2 separate regions of the Mus musculus genome follow, and region 1 is linked to region 2. The links are chromatin contacts, called in public HiChIP or PLAC-seq maps. All regions are on one chromosome and are shown on one strand. Each heading gives the region's core, a stretch centred on a gene start, on an enhancer-like site or on the middle of the called end of the contact. The rest is flanking DNA. Distances are from core to core; before and after follow the strand shown. Region 1 overlaps Rbm47 (RNA binding motif protein 47). Region 2 holds the start of Rbm47 (RNA binding motif protein 47).

The links. HiChIP or PLAC-seq counts read pairs in DNA pulled down with a chosen protein or histone mark.
Region 1: an H3K27ac HiChIP or PLAC-seq map of hepatocytes shows a contact between it and region 2, with 2.3 times the contacts expected there. The contact joins the enhancer-like site here to the promoter of Rbm47 in region 2. A contact is called at or near these places in 5 of 39 promoter capture datasets (the 3T3-L1 cell line, 3T3-L1-derived adipocytes, liver and 2 more), 1 of 15 datasets of contacts at CTCF or cohesin (CD8 T cells), 49 of 484 Hi-C or Micro-C datasets (the AML12 cell line, B cells, the C2C12 cell line and 29 more), 20 of 115 datasets of contacts at active chromatin or transcription factors (the HPC-7 cell line, T-cell acute lymphoblastic leukemia, bone marrow-derived dendritic cells and 13 more) and 5 of 9 other capture datasets (adipose tissue, bone marrow-derived macrophages, liver and 2 more).

What each region holds. Positions count from the first base shown.
Region 1 is chr5:66,086,538-66,092,917 of GRCm38.p6, forward strand. All of the region lies in intron 3 of Rbm47 (RNA binding motif protein 47), which reads right to left. Among named protein-coding and RNA genes, the nearest start is that of Gm26725, 61 kb to the right of the region's middle. Within about 2 kb of position 3,799, at least 107 of the 459 cell types and tissues checked have an H3K27ac peak or open chromatin away from gene starts, as enhancers often do. A contact at or near this core is called in 3T3-L1-derived adipocytes, the AML12 cell line, the C2C12 cell line and 16 more, where this site is marked.
Region 2 is chr5:66,148,610-66,155,472 of GRCm38.p6, forward strand. It overlaps Rbm47 (RNA binding motif protein 47), which reads right to left and starts at 3,345. Exons shown (of 8, transcript NM_001127382.2): 1 at 3,246-3,345; 2 at 2,930-3,092. Gm26725 (a long non-coding RNA gene) reads left to right here and starts at 2,395. Exons shown (of 5, transcript XR_001785070.2): 1 at 2,395-2,864; 2 at 4,363-4,409.

The DNA.
Region 1 (6,380 bases), core at 2,549-5,048, 62 kb before region 2:
GAGACCCAGGATAAGGTACAAAGTGATTGATGAAAAACATCCCCCAAGATCAACCTCTGACCCCCACATGTATATACATTTACAAACTCACACATACTACACACAGACACACACGCACACAGACACCCACATACATCCCTGGACACATACACAGAGAGACAGACACCCTCATATACAGAGAGACATATACAGAGAGACATATATAGACAGACAGACAGACACACACACACACACACTCACACACCTCACAACAGATGCTCCTAAGCAAGATCTACAATTCCAACTACTCAGGAGAGTCAGAAAATGACAAATTTAGGGCCAACCTGAGCTACAGTTGACCTCAAAGCCAGCAACTCAAAGAGAGTGATTTCCTCTCTCAAGTTAAAAGGAGGAGCTGTAGAGATGGTTCGGGTTTAAGAGCACACTCCGCTCTTCCAGGACCAAAGTTTGGTTCCCGAGACCCTGTAACTCCAGCTCCAGGGAATCTAAGGTCCTCTTCTAGCCTCTACAGGCACCCGCACTAACACGGGAAAGTATGCAATCAGTCCAAAGACAAAGAAACACGTAAATAAAAATAAGTCTTCTAAAAAGAAAACGGAAAACTAAACCATGTTACATGAGGGCTCGAGCTGCAGCTCGGAGGCTGAGTATCTATCTGCCTAGTGCTGAGTCATAACAGCAAAAAACGGAACAAAATCTTCACAGACTTCTGAAAAGTCTGAGCTATACAGCAAGACACCATCTCAAACACAAAAATAAAAGCATGTTCAGTTCTCACAGTTTTAAAGAACATGGTATTAACAGATTTAGCAAATAAAAAAATAATCTTAGTATATATTCTGTGCAATATTTGGGACATAATAATACTAAAAAACCATTTTTTTAAACAACTGTTTTTAAAAAGTATTTTATGTATGAGTACACTGTTGCTATCTTCAGACACACCAGAAGAGGGCATCAGATCCCATTACAGATGTTCATGAGCCACCATGGGAATTGAACTCAGGACCTCTGGAAGAGCAGTCAGTGCTCTTAACCACTGAACCATCTCTCCAGCCCCCTAAAAAATTTTTAACTTCATGAGCTTCCTAAGGAACTGGGCATCCTATTACACTTTATCTGCTTTTAACATGTGCAAGACAAAAACACTGAGAAATGCCAACTTAAACTATGCTTCTCACAGCTGTGCTAAACACTAATACCTTTTTTCCCCTCAGGCAGGGTTTCTTGTAGTCCAGAATGGTCTAGAACTTGCTACTTAGCCAAGGATGACCCTGATGTACTGATCCTCCTGCCTCCACCTTCCAAGTGCTGGGATTAGAGATGTGAATTTCTGCTTTTATTCCTTTTTTATATAATATATATATATATATTTTTTTTTTTTTTTTTGAGACAGGGTTTCTCTGTATAGTCCTGGCTGTCCTGGAACTCACTCTGTAGACCAGGCTGGCCTCGAACTCAGAAATCTACCTGTCTCTGCCTCCCAAGTGCTGGTGCCCGATGCACCACCACCGCCCGACAATATTTTTATTTTTAAGATTAATTATATCATTTCTCCCCCCTTTCTCCCTCCAAACCCTCCTGTGCAACACTCCCCAGCCCCAACTGACAAATTTATGTCCTCTTTTCAAAAAAAAAACTTTATATATAACACACACACACACACACACACACACACACACACACACACAGGTTCACATGCACAGAGTCTCAGGGCTGACCATTTGCTATACTTCCTTCTTATTTACTTATTATTTATTTTGGGTTGGGTTGGGTTTTGGGAGGGGGCACAGCTTCACTCTGTAGACCAGACTAGCCTGGAACTCCCTGCCTTAGCCTCCTGGGCACTGGGATTACAGAAATGACTCATGATACCTAGCAGTACATTCTAGACCAATGCCAGTCCCCAGATTCCTCTGTGGTGAGTCCAATTACAACTCTGAGTTCCTCATCCAAATGAGAAAATGAAACCCCAAAGAAGCTGAGTGAAGCTGCCGACTGGTGAAGGAAGACTTGGAGCCTACTACTCAGTCAGATGTCCAAATCTCAGCTTGTAGCGATTAGGCTTCTCCGGTCTGTTGGATGATGCAGGTTCCCCCAAATAGTTGGTGTCTTAAATTTCAGTGAATCAACCTCTATCACTCACCTGCTGTCTCACAGCTGTGCTTTCTGCTATGAGCAGCAGTAAAACCCAAGTGTAAGTGTGTGTGTGTGTGTGTGTGTGTGTCTGTGTCTGTGTCTGTGTGTGTAACTAGCTACCCAAAGCTTCCACAAACACTCACACTCCGAGCAGACTTTCTAACCACTGCTTCCCTCTGTGTGATGTCTTGCTCTAAGCTGGGGAGTCCCATGTAGGAAAGCTGTAAGATGCTGCGGCTTCCTTGATGGGGAACCACTACGAGCCTAAGCTGAGCCTAGTATCAGCCGTGGGGGTGAGTTGGGAATTTTTCCAAATTGGTACAGGCAAACCAAAGCAAGCAGGAGCATTGTTATAAACCAAAGTCCTGTTTCCACATCAGCATGGCCCCGTCCCCTGGGTATACTTAATAATCTTGGACTCCATAGCAAACAAATTAGGGGAAGGTTTGGTTTTTTGTTTGTTTGTTTTGTTTTTTAATGATCCAGTAAGAGGAGAAAGATATACACGCTACTGTTACATGATCAGCAAAATCCAAAAAAAATAGATTGACCAACAGCCAAGAAGAGAGGGCTACCTCCCATTACCAATCACTATAATACAGAAAACAGCAACCAGGGAAAGACACCCCCTCTTTCACTTGGGAAAGATTTCCTTTAGCAAAGGCAAGTCAACTTTCTTTTTTTTTTCTTTTTCTTTTTCTTTTTCCTTTTCTTTCTCTTTTTCTTTCTCTCAGGCTTGTTTTATGCATAGGAGCATTTTGCCTACATGTAGGTATGGTACCTAACGAGGTCAGAAAAAGATGTCAGATCTTCTAGAACTGAAGTGGTTGTGAGCTACCTACCATGTGGGTGCTGGGACCCGAACCCGGGTCCTCTACAAGAGCAACAGGCTCTTAAGTACTGAGCACTGTCTGGCCCTTCCATTGCACCTGTCTTTCCTTCCTCCTTCTATCCTCCTGCCTGTGTTTTCTTCCCTCTCTCCCTTCCTGTCTTTTTCTGTTTCTTCTCTCTCTCTCTCCCTCTCTCCCCCTCTCTCTCTCCCTCTCCCCCCACCCCCCTCTTTGGCTTATCCTGACTGTGGAGTTTTATCAGAGGTACGGCAGGTCAGATTACGCTAACAGTAGTTGTGTACACAGAACTTTAGTGGATGCGGCAAAGATGAGAGAAAAAAAGGTGATGGTGAGCAGAGGCCCAAACTGGAGTCTTAATGAAGAAGAACGTTTTAAATGGGGACACTTGGTACCACAGGAGAGAGCAGGTTTAGGGACAAAGCAGTTTGGGGACAGCCAAGGGCTCTGGACATCTGGCTTACTGGTACCAGAGGGGACTCAAGGCACCAGAGAGAAGAAAAGTCCAAGTCATTAAGAGAAGCCGTCTGGGCCAGACTGGCAGTGCTGCTCCCTGAGTGCAGACCCTAGCTCAGGACGGCCCTGTGCCTTGCCTCCTCAGAGAGGCCCCTATCTGTTCGCTCAATCCAGACCTTCCAGTGTCGAAAGGCTTGGGACAGACGGTGGCTTGCTACAACCACGGGCTATTTCTCATCTTTCACCTTCAATGTGCCTTCAGATTCGATTCTTGGGGCTGCCAGAAACTGTGACTCATCAAATTCTCAAGCCAAGAGCACAAGGACAGCCTCTGGCCTCACTTTGCAGACCCAGCCTGCTTCCCAGTCTTCACATACAGAGGTGGCAGGTCCCCGTGGTCCTGTTCTCACCAGCCAGGCTGCTTGCCTTTGTCTGCTGTCAGTATTGTCTAACGCACAGAGAACACAGAGCTTTAACTGTGTGCTAGCCTCGTTGTCCTTGTGCCCCCCCCCCACACCCCCAATATAGACCTGTCCTGGAAAGTGGTCAGTATTAGTTTAGTGTGGTAATGTGACAAGTTTGAGGCTAACCAGGGCTACATAATGAGTTTCAAGCTCTACATAATGAAACATTGTGTCAAAATTTGAACAACCACAATAGCAAATAAGGGTAACAATGTAGTCCAAGTCATAGCAAATGCTTTCTCTGCTAAGAGGCAAATGGTAACTATTTTAGGGATTTGCAGGCCACCCAGTTTCTCTTACATAATTTCCTTCCTTTTCTCCCACCCCACCAAAAATATAATACAGGCTGGGGAGATAGTTCAGTGGATGAAGGGTTTGCCACACACACAAAAGTTAGAACCTGAGTTCAAATCCTGATAACCTGGGTAAAGCTGGACACAGAAACACTCTCTAGAACCCCAGAACTCCTACAGTCATATGGGGCAGGACAAAAGAGTTCCCAGAAGCTTGAGGGTCAGCAAACAAATCCTGTCTCAAAATAGAAGATAAAAACCACCACATGTTAACTCTAAATGCACACCGTGACTCACACATGTGTGCACATGTGTACATAAGCATATACACACATTATATTATATATGTGTGTATGTATATATGTATATGCATGTGTGTGTATATATCAACAACAAGTCAGGAGGCTAGGAAGATGGCTCAGTAGTTGTGAGTGTTTGATGGACAAGCATGAAGACCAGGGTTGTGCTGGTTAACCCCAGTACTGTGTGGGCCAGAGACAGGGGGACCACTGGGACTTGCCGACTGACAGCCTAGTTAGATCCCAAGCTTCAGTTTCTGTCTCCAAAGAAGAAGGTGGAAAGTAAACGAGAGGGGACTGAACAACCTCCCATGGACCTCACTCACCCGTGCACACAGGCACACTGATGATAAATCAAATCACACACACACACACACACACACACACACACACACACACACACACTCACACACACACACACACACATACACTTCTATAGGCCAGAGGACTACCATCTACACTCACCATATATTGACATTTAGATACATCCTCTTTCAGTTTTTTCCTCTTTCCTGGCTACTGTAGCAATGTGAGTCTAAAACGATACATTGGGCTAGGAGGGTGATTACAGCATCAAAAGACCTAAGCTCAAAGCTTGGCTAGTCCATTGGGTCCTGGCCTTAGTTTCTTAATTTTAGAATCAATGAGCTATTCTACACAAAGGTGTTAACCTCCCTCCTAAATTTTTTTCCAATTTATTTATTTTATTTATATGAGTACACTATAACTGTCTTCAGTTACACCGGAAGACAGCATTGGACCCCATTACAGATGGTTGTGAGCCACCATGTGGTTGCTGGGTATTGAACTCAGGACCTCTGGAAGAGCAGTCAGTACTCTTAACCGCTGAGCCATCTCTTCAGCCCGAAGATATGGTTTTTTGAGACTGTCATAGAGACCCCAGGCTGGCCTCAAACTTACTGTGTGAATTAAGTTTGCCTGGACTCTAGCTATCTCATTTATATTTCAGGGTCTAGGCTCTGTCACATATAACACAGTTTGTTATTTCCACTGACATTAGAGGACACCTATGGATTCTGGCTGGAATGTCCAAAGGATGGATGCCCTTTCTGATGGTCCCTCAACCCTCTGAAGAGCAAGTGGCAGGAAAGTACACTCTCTGGTTTCCAGTTACCCTTGGTATGTGCTTTGAGTATATTCCTGGAATTCATTGTTGAAAAATGTTTTTTGAAGAGGACTTAAAACAGGGTTTCATAGAGCTCAGGCTGGTCTTAAAATCTTAAGTAGCCAAGGCTGGCCATGAACTCCTGATTCACCTGCCTCCACCCTCAGAGTATTGGAATCACAGATAGATGCCAGCAAACTGGTGTTTGTTTATTTTGTTTTGCTGCGATGTGGTCCCACCGCATAGCTCAGGCAGGCTTTGGATTCCTAGTCCTCCTGCCTCCAGATCCCTAGTACTCTCCTTACAGGCACATGCCAGCATTGACCAGGTTCCTAACACTCTTGGTGGAATTATTATAAATATAGGATGACTCTAGCTAAGTGTAAGTATAAGTATGTGCACATATATGTATATAAACATTTTTATATACATGTATATATAAGTATATATCTTGTGTTAGCACATATTAAACGCTCAATGAATACTGGTTTCAGTCTCACCATCTCTGGGGTGCCTTCCAACTCCAATGCTTCAGGACTTGGACAGTTAATCACTTGGTGATTATCTACATATGTGGAGAGGAAAGCACTCAGCACCAACAGTGCTAGGTCTAAAGACCGCCTGGGTGGAACAGCCATTCTTGCCAGGCACCTGAGGCCGACCCCTTACTCTCTGCTTCAGGAGTGCCTTGGACGTTGATGACTTTGGTCTCCGATTCAACAATACCTTATCTCCTTATCTATCTCTAAATCCTG
Region 2 (6,863 bases), core at 2,095-4,594:
ATGACAGCACTCTCCTCTGTGGCACTGGAGCTCGCTTGAACCCAGCACTACAAACACTGAAGACATAGTGCATCCTATCCAGTCAGATAAAGGTAGTCAGGAGGCTTTGCTACGCCAGCCTGTCTTCCTTTAAAGTGAATCATGAAGCTGGCACAAATGAAATTTTTGATTCTCCGTTCTCCCAGGATGTTGCTCCCTGCAAAGTTAGAGGCCTCCAGCGTCTCCATCAGAACAAGGGGAAGGTCAAGGTGGACATGAAAAATACCCAGGCTATCCCTCCCCTCTTCCTCCAGTTTCCCTCAGACAGCTGTGTTTTGTGGGCACCACCCCCGAAGTCATCACATAGGGTCCTGAGGGAGTACTGTGTAACTGAATGGCAGCCTGAACCCCACAAAATGCTACCTTCTCCTTTTGGCTGAGGGCTTTGGTCCATCTAGAGGCTGTGTTCCCTACTGGCAACTTTTGCCAGTTGGCTGTGGCTTCTGCAATTCTCAGTCTCAAACACTTCTGATCTAATGACCACCGTTTGGTGATCAAAACTTCTACCCCTGCAGGTTGTTCCACCCTTTGTGTTCCTTAGTCTGACTCCACAGTAAGACTCTCACTTACCATTCAGTTACTATCTATCTATCTTGTGTGTTTGTTTGTTTTTTGTTTTGGCAAAGTCTCAGTGTGCAGCCCTTTGCTGGCCTGGAACTTGCCTTGTGGACCAGGCTGGCCTTGAACTCCTCCTCCCCTCCCTTTGGTTCCTCCTATCCTACCTTTCAAGGACTGGAGTTAAAGGTATGAGCCACCAAACCCAGCTTTCCAGTTGCCCTGGACCCTCCAATCCCCTGCTTTGGCCTTTTACTTGTAGATTAAAAGGCACGTTCCACCTTGCCTGACCTAAGCCTGAGTTTTTAATTAACTGATTGATTAATTAATTAATTAAGTCCATGGACGACTTAGAGGATTGTTTTCTCCTTCCACCACGGTGAGGGAAGGCTAGAACTCAGGTCCTCAAGTTTGGTGGCCAGCCACCTCAGCAGCTTGAAGAACAGTTTTGATTTGCAGTCCTCCTAAGGAAACTCCTAAGTGAGTCACTATCACACAAACCGGAGGGGAGAAAAGTTCGACTTTTAGCTCCCATAAGTAATGGAGAAAATAAAAGCAAGTCAAAAATAGCTTGTAAGTACCTAGAGAATATCTTTTCATCAGTTTGATAAGACTTAATAAGGAAGCCACATCCCTAAGTGCCTTAGGACAGTCTTAGAGTGTTGTCAACTTTTACCTAATTAAAACAGAGAGTCCTTTATCTGAAATTTTCCATTTCCATTCATTTTGACTGATTTCTTAGCCACCCAGTGACTGCAGGCATATCAGATGTTATATTTGGTAGACTCTACTCTTGTCTCCAGATTGAATTCTCCGCTGGAAACAACAACTAAGCTTCCCCGAGGGTGGCCTTCAGAGATAAATGTCTGCAGGAAGCCCCCCCCCCCCCCCCCCCCCCCGCTCTGCTCCAGTTAACACTCAAGCGAGACGCCCGTCACCAAAAACTCCGAAATCTCAAGCTAATAATCCGCATCTAGTCACCTGTGCCTCAAAAAAGACCAATTACGTTTTTTTCAACTATACACACACACACACACACACACACACACACACACACGGAAAAAGACTCAAGTCTGCAGGAAACAAGATGCGGCTGACCATAGGATTATCTGCTCTCCAAAAGCTGAAGCTTTAAAAAAAAAAATCTTTTTATAAACCCTTTAACTTCCCACTAAAGAAGGAAGACGATCAAATGAGAGATTAATACTAAGGGGGAAAGAAATAGAGAGAGAAAGATGTTGTTTGTTTGTTTTTTCCCAAAAGTCAGGACTCTATGGGGACAGTAGTCAGAACTGCCAAAAGTCCACCTTACCTTCCGTAAGTACTTGGCGTCGCTCACTTCAGAAATTAATACCATTCACAGCCCGGTAGCAATCTACAAGGCTAGGAAGTCACCTACAACATCTTCGCTGGCCGCACACTTTTAAATAGAAAACTAAATTAAAGAGTCTCCAAACTACTTCCCACCGTGCGGCTTAAAGCAACAGATCAGATCGCTCTAGGCTTTAACTCTTCCCGGGTTCTGGGAATTCCAGTTTGTCACAATTTCTTAGCCTGAGTGACCTGCGGTAAGAAACGTCTTCCCGGCCCAGAGCCTGGCTTCTCCGGGTCCGGGCGCTCGGCGGCCGGCTGGGCTGGGTCGTACGAGCCGGCTGCGGTGCGGCTGTGGCCCGGGCGGAGCGGCACAGGGTCGGATCCCGCGGAGCGCGGCGGAGTCCGGCTGCAATCGGTGCCTCTGCAATCCCTGCTCTTCCCGGTTCCCTCCCTCCGCCTCCTGCCCTCCCCCAGACGAGGCCATTCGCCTCACAGTAGCAAGGTTGTCTCGTATACTCCCTTCCCTTAAACTCACCAAACCAGATTTTTACTCCCAACACCGGCAACTTCCCGTAAATCTGCACTGAAATTTTATCCTGCTCGCTGAGCCTCCGCTGGCCGAAGGCCAGTGCAACATTCCTGTTGTTTTAGAAGCGCGGATACCTTAGCTGAAGGTTTAAAAAAAAAAAAAAATCATATCGGACTGGCCCCGATGCGGAGGATTTACGAACTTTGGCCGCTCAAAAAGTCACATCCATTTCAGACATTCAGAAGGGACCCCAGAAGTGGCACCTGCCCCACCTGGGGACATCTAGAAGAGTGGCTTCCGGCCGCCTATGGCTGTTTAGAGTAAGCCACCCTGAGCCTGCACCAAGGACTAAGGACCCTGCGCCTGACTCCCGGGGTGAGCAGTGCCACCGCCCCCGGCCTTGCGGGGCAGGAAGGCGCTGGAGCAGGTAGGGCGGCAGACGAGCCCCGCCGCGGGCCTGCAGGAAGCCAGGACCTCCTGGGCTGTTCTTACCTGAGGCTGAGCATAGCTCGGAGAGCACAGGCAGGCACGTCACGGGGGGCCGGAGCTCTGACCTTTGCCGGAGCCTTCACAGCAGGGCCTGGGGCCTGGGCGCCGCTGCTCGTTCAAAGTGGCTCATTCTGAATGCGCTCTGACCTAGTGTTACAGCTGGTTTCTAGAAAGGGAACAAAAACAGTGCAAGGAGAAACCTCAGCCAAGCCCTCCTTTAACCTTGCCTCTGATCACAGGGGAACTAAGTCTGACCCCCATCCCCACTCCCAGGAAACCCACCCTAGGGCCGCGGCCCCCGCCCCACCCCTCGGGTTACCTGTTTATACAAGAATTAAGGAGCCTCCCGCATTTCAATGGAGCGCTAAGCCTGTTTGCAGCGCGGAAACAGCCAACAGGAATCGAATTCTGTGACTAAACAAACTAGAAGAGGAAGCGGGCACCACAAGGAACCTAAAGTTGTGATTTCGGGTTGCAATGTCATGCAACTGAAAAAAAAAATACTGTTTCACAGTAGGCTACTTTAATTAAAAGAAGGACCCAAAACTACCCCCCCCATCTAGTTAAATGGAAGCTGATAGAATATCGGCATATAGCGTTAGCCACTGTTGTTAGTGATACTATTATTATGTATAATCCGCCCCCCCCCCGTAGAAAAACGTGCAATGGATGTTAGAAGGAGGCTCCAGACCCAACTCTGCCCTCACTATCTGTGAGCAAGTTAATTACCCTCCAGCTCTGAGTTTCTGGAAGATTCTAAGGATGGGAGTTTTGCTTTCACTGTGGACAGTTTCAAGGAGAAGGAAAGACGAAGTCTTTGTGAAGGGGTGTGCAACTGATTTTCGACTCGTGTACAAGTTTCAAGGGAAGTGGAGAGAAGTTGGCCCTGCCTTCCATGAAGTGCAAATCCAACGTCTGTGTCACGCGCGTAATTCTGACTCAGATTTAGGCACTAGACCTGACCTGCCACCCTGCAAGTTACTCCATAGGTTAAAAGTCAGTGCTAGCGGGGCGGTGGTGAGCACGCCTTTAATCCCAATCCCAGCACTTGGGAGGCAGAGGCAGGCAGATTTCTGATTTCGAGGCCAGCCTGGTCTACAGAGTGAGTTCCGGGACAGCCAGGGCTACACAGAGAAACCCTGTCTCAAAAAAAAAAAAAAAACAAAAACAAAAACAAAACAAAACAAAACAAAAACAAAAAGTCAGTGCTAGATAACAGTGAACCATGCAGTTTGAAGATCTGTGAATGTGGGGCGTGTGGGGTGTGGTGGAGGCTTTGAAAACTCATAGATATCATCCATAGTAATAGTGGAGGGTAGAGGGGGTATTTATGTTCCTTTTAACTTGACATATAAATGAAGAAATCCTAATCTCTTTATATTGAGGTCTTTCTTACTCAGGAACCCTTTCACCCATTTCCTTAATCTGATCCTCAGGTCTGCCTCAGGTCTGGAGGTGAAGACACTGTCCGTACAGAGGTTAGGTAAGCAGGCCAACTTTCCCGAGTGCCGACCTTTCCAGTCTAATCGAAAAGTCAGATCTTACCACCATTAGTAAAAGTAATTCCTGAAGCCAGCCAGGAATTCTGAAGTTCTCCATCCTTTTGATCTTCGATCTTTTATCTTTTAGGCAGCAAAAGTCAAGCCAGGCCAGTTTAACCATGTTCTGAATTCAGAATCAAGACTTTGTCGATAGGTGCACACATGTACTGAGAATCGCAGACTGTAGAAAACTCCCAGTTCCGAACTGTTCTAGGGGTTGATACAGTTAGTTAGCCACCAAGACTCCGCAGCTGTAAAAAAGGCTTCGAAACCAGTTTCCAAGAGACTTTCTGAGCTACAGGAGGCACAGCTCTGTGCTTCAAGATAGGTTTTTCCATAGGAAGCTCTGGGCCCAGCCTTGAGATGAGAGGACCACAGAGATTAGAGCAACGGGGTCTGTTAAAGTCAGCAACAAAGTCAACAGCGAAGAAAGGGAGGGAAGGAGAGGAAGGGAGGGAAGATGAAAGAGGTGCAGCTCAGTTGTTGAGCCTTGGCCTCGAATGAATGCAAATGTGTAGAAGCCCTGTGATGTAGTGCTAGCTGCACCTGGGAACTGAGCCCCTGAGAAAGGCACAGGCTCCAGGAAGCAAGTCTTCCTGTGTGCTTCCGAGTCTGCTCCTTTGCCTCAAGTGCTCAACTGCTGCCTGCACTTTTCCTGTCTGCTCATTGATACAGTAAACTGCTGTGCTATTGTGGCTCGTTTGCATAACACTGTAGCACCGCATCCCAGGCTGTTGTGTGAACTTGCTATCCTCCTGCTTCAGTTCCCAGTGATGGGATTGCACACACACACACACACACACACACACACACGCACGCACGCACGCACGCACGCACGCACGCACGCACGCACGCACGCACTGATACACCCAGCTTCCAAGTGAGTATGATTCTTTTGTGAGTTGGTTTTTAGGAAGTGTAAAAGGGGTGAAAGGGGGATTAAGACAAGATTCCATATAGCCCAGGCTGGTCAAGTAAAACATGTGATTATTTTCCCTACTTTCTACTCCTCTCCCTATAAGTATGGCAAAGATAACTCAGATTTTTTTTTAGAGACTGCATTGCACCAATGGCACCCAGGCTGCTCTTGAACATAAGTGCTTAAGCTACCTTCCTGCTCCAGTGCAACCACACCTGGCTAAATAAACTTTTTAAATGGCAGGTGATGGATGAGCCTGGTGATGGCTTAGGTACTGTAACCCCAGGACTCGGGAGGCAGAGGCAGGCAGATCTTGGTGAGCTTGAAGCCAGCCTGGTCTACAAGAGCAAGTTCTAAGACAGCCAAAGCTATACAAGGAAAACTGTCTCAAAACCAAAACAACACAATGCAGACTATGGAAAAATAAAACAAGCTTTAGTTATTTCTGTTTTGTGGATGGCCCTCATGCCCACAACATCCTACTCCGAGTCACATTAGCCCTTGAGCCCCATGACTTGGACTTTCTGCCTCTGTCCCATCCTGCCTCTGAGGTAGTGTTCCAGAATCAGTACAAAGAACAGGAAGGTTTGAATCTTGGGCTGGGGAGATGGCTCAGTGGCTAACACTTGTTGCACCCGTGTGGGAACCTGAGTTAGAACACACTGAAACCCATGTGCTTCTGTGGTGACACGGGAGGTAGGAACAGAAGACTCCCTGGAAAGCAAATGGGTCAGCTGGCCTGCCACACACAGTGGCAAACAACAAAGAGAGTCTGTCTCACCTGAGTTGGAAGGCAAGGTCCAACCTCCGGGGTTGTCTCTGACCTCCACACATGCTTGAGCACACACGCACACACACACACATACATGCTCAGTCATACACACATTGTACACATTCACGGAGAGACCTGGTTTCAGTTTAACCTCTGAGATGAATGATGCCACACAAGCTGCTTGGCTGTTCTGAGCTTCAGCTCCCGCATTTGTGAAATAACATCTACTCCTCTGGATTTTTAGGGGTTAAATGCAAGGTGAACTCTCAGCCCGGTTCCTGGCACTTAGAAAATACACGGGAAATACCATTTCCTGTGCATTGGTACCTGGAAAACACCTACCCCAGGCTCTCAAAGAATTGTCTTTCCTATATTTAAATCTTAGTTCAGTGCTGTGCCAAGACGTTCTCATTAAAAGAGGCAAGCCTCAGACCTTTATAAAGAACCACAACACAGTAAGAATTACTCGCATGCGACATTTCCAAAGAAACAATAATTATCAATTATGCTGACCACAACTGTATGGAACTAGATAGATAAGGCACAAATCATTTGCTTTACGCCAGAGCTCAGATTCAAAAACTGAGTTGCCAGGAATTTCTCCAAGTTTCTGATAGGTGAGAGAGGTAGAGTTTTAATGGCTTCTCACTATTCCATGGCTACTGAAGCTATGGCCGCTTTTCCTGCACCCAGTAAAGAAACAGA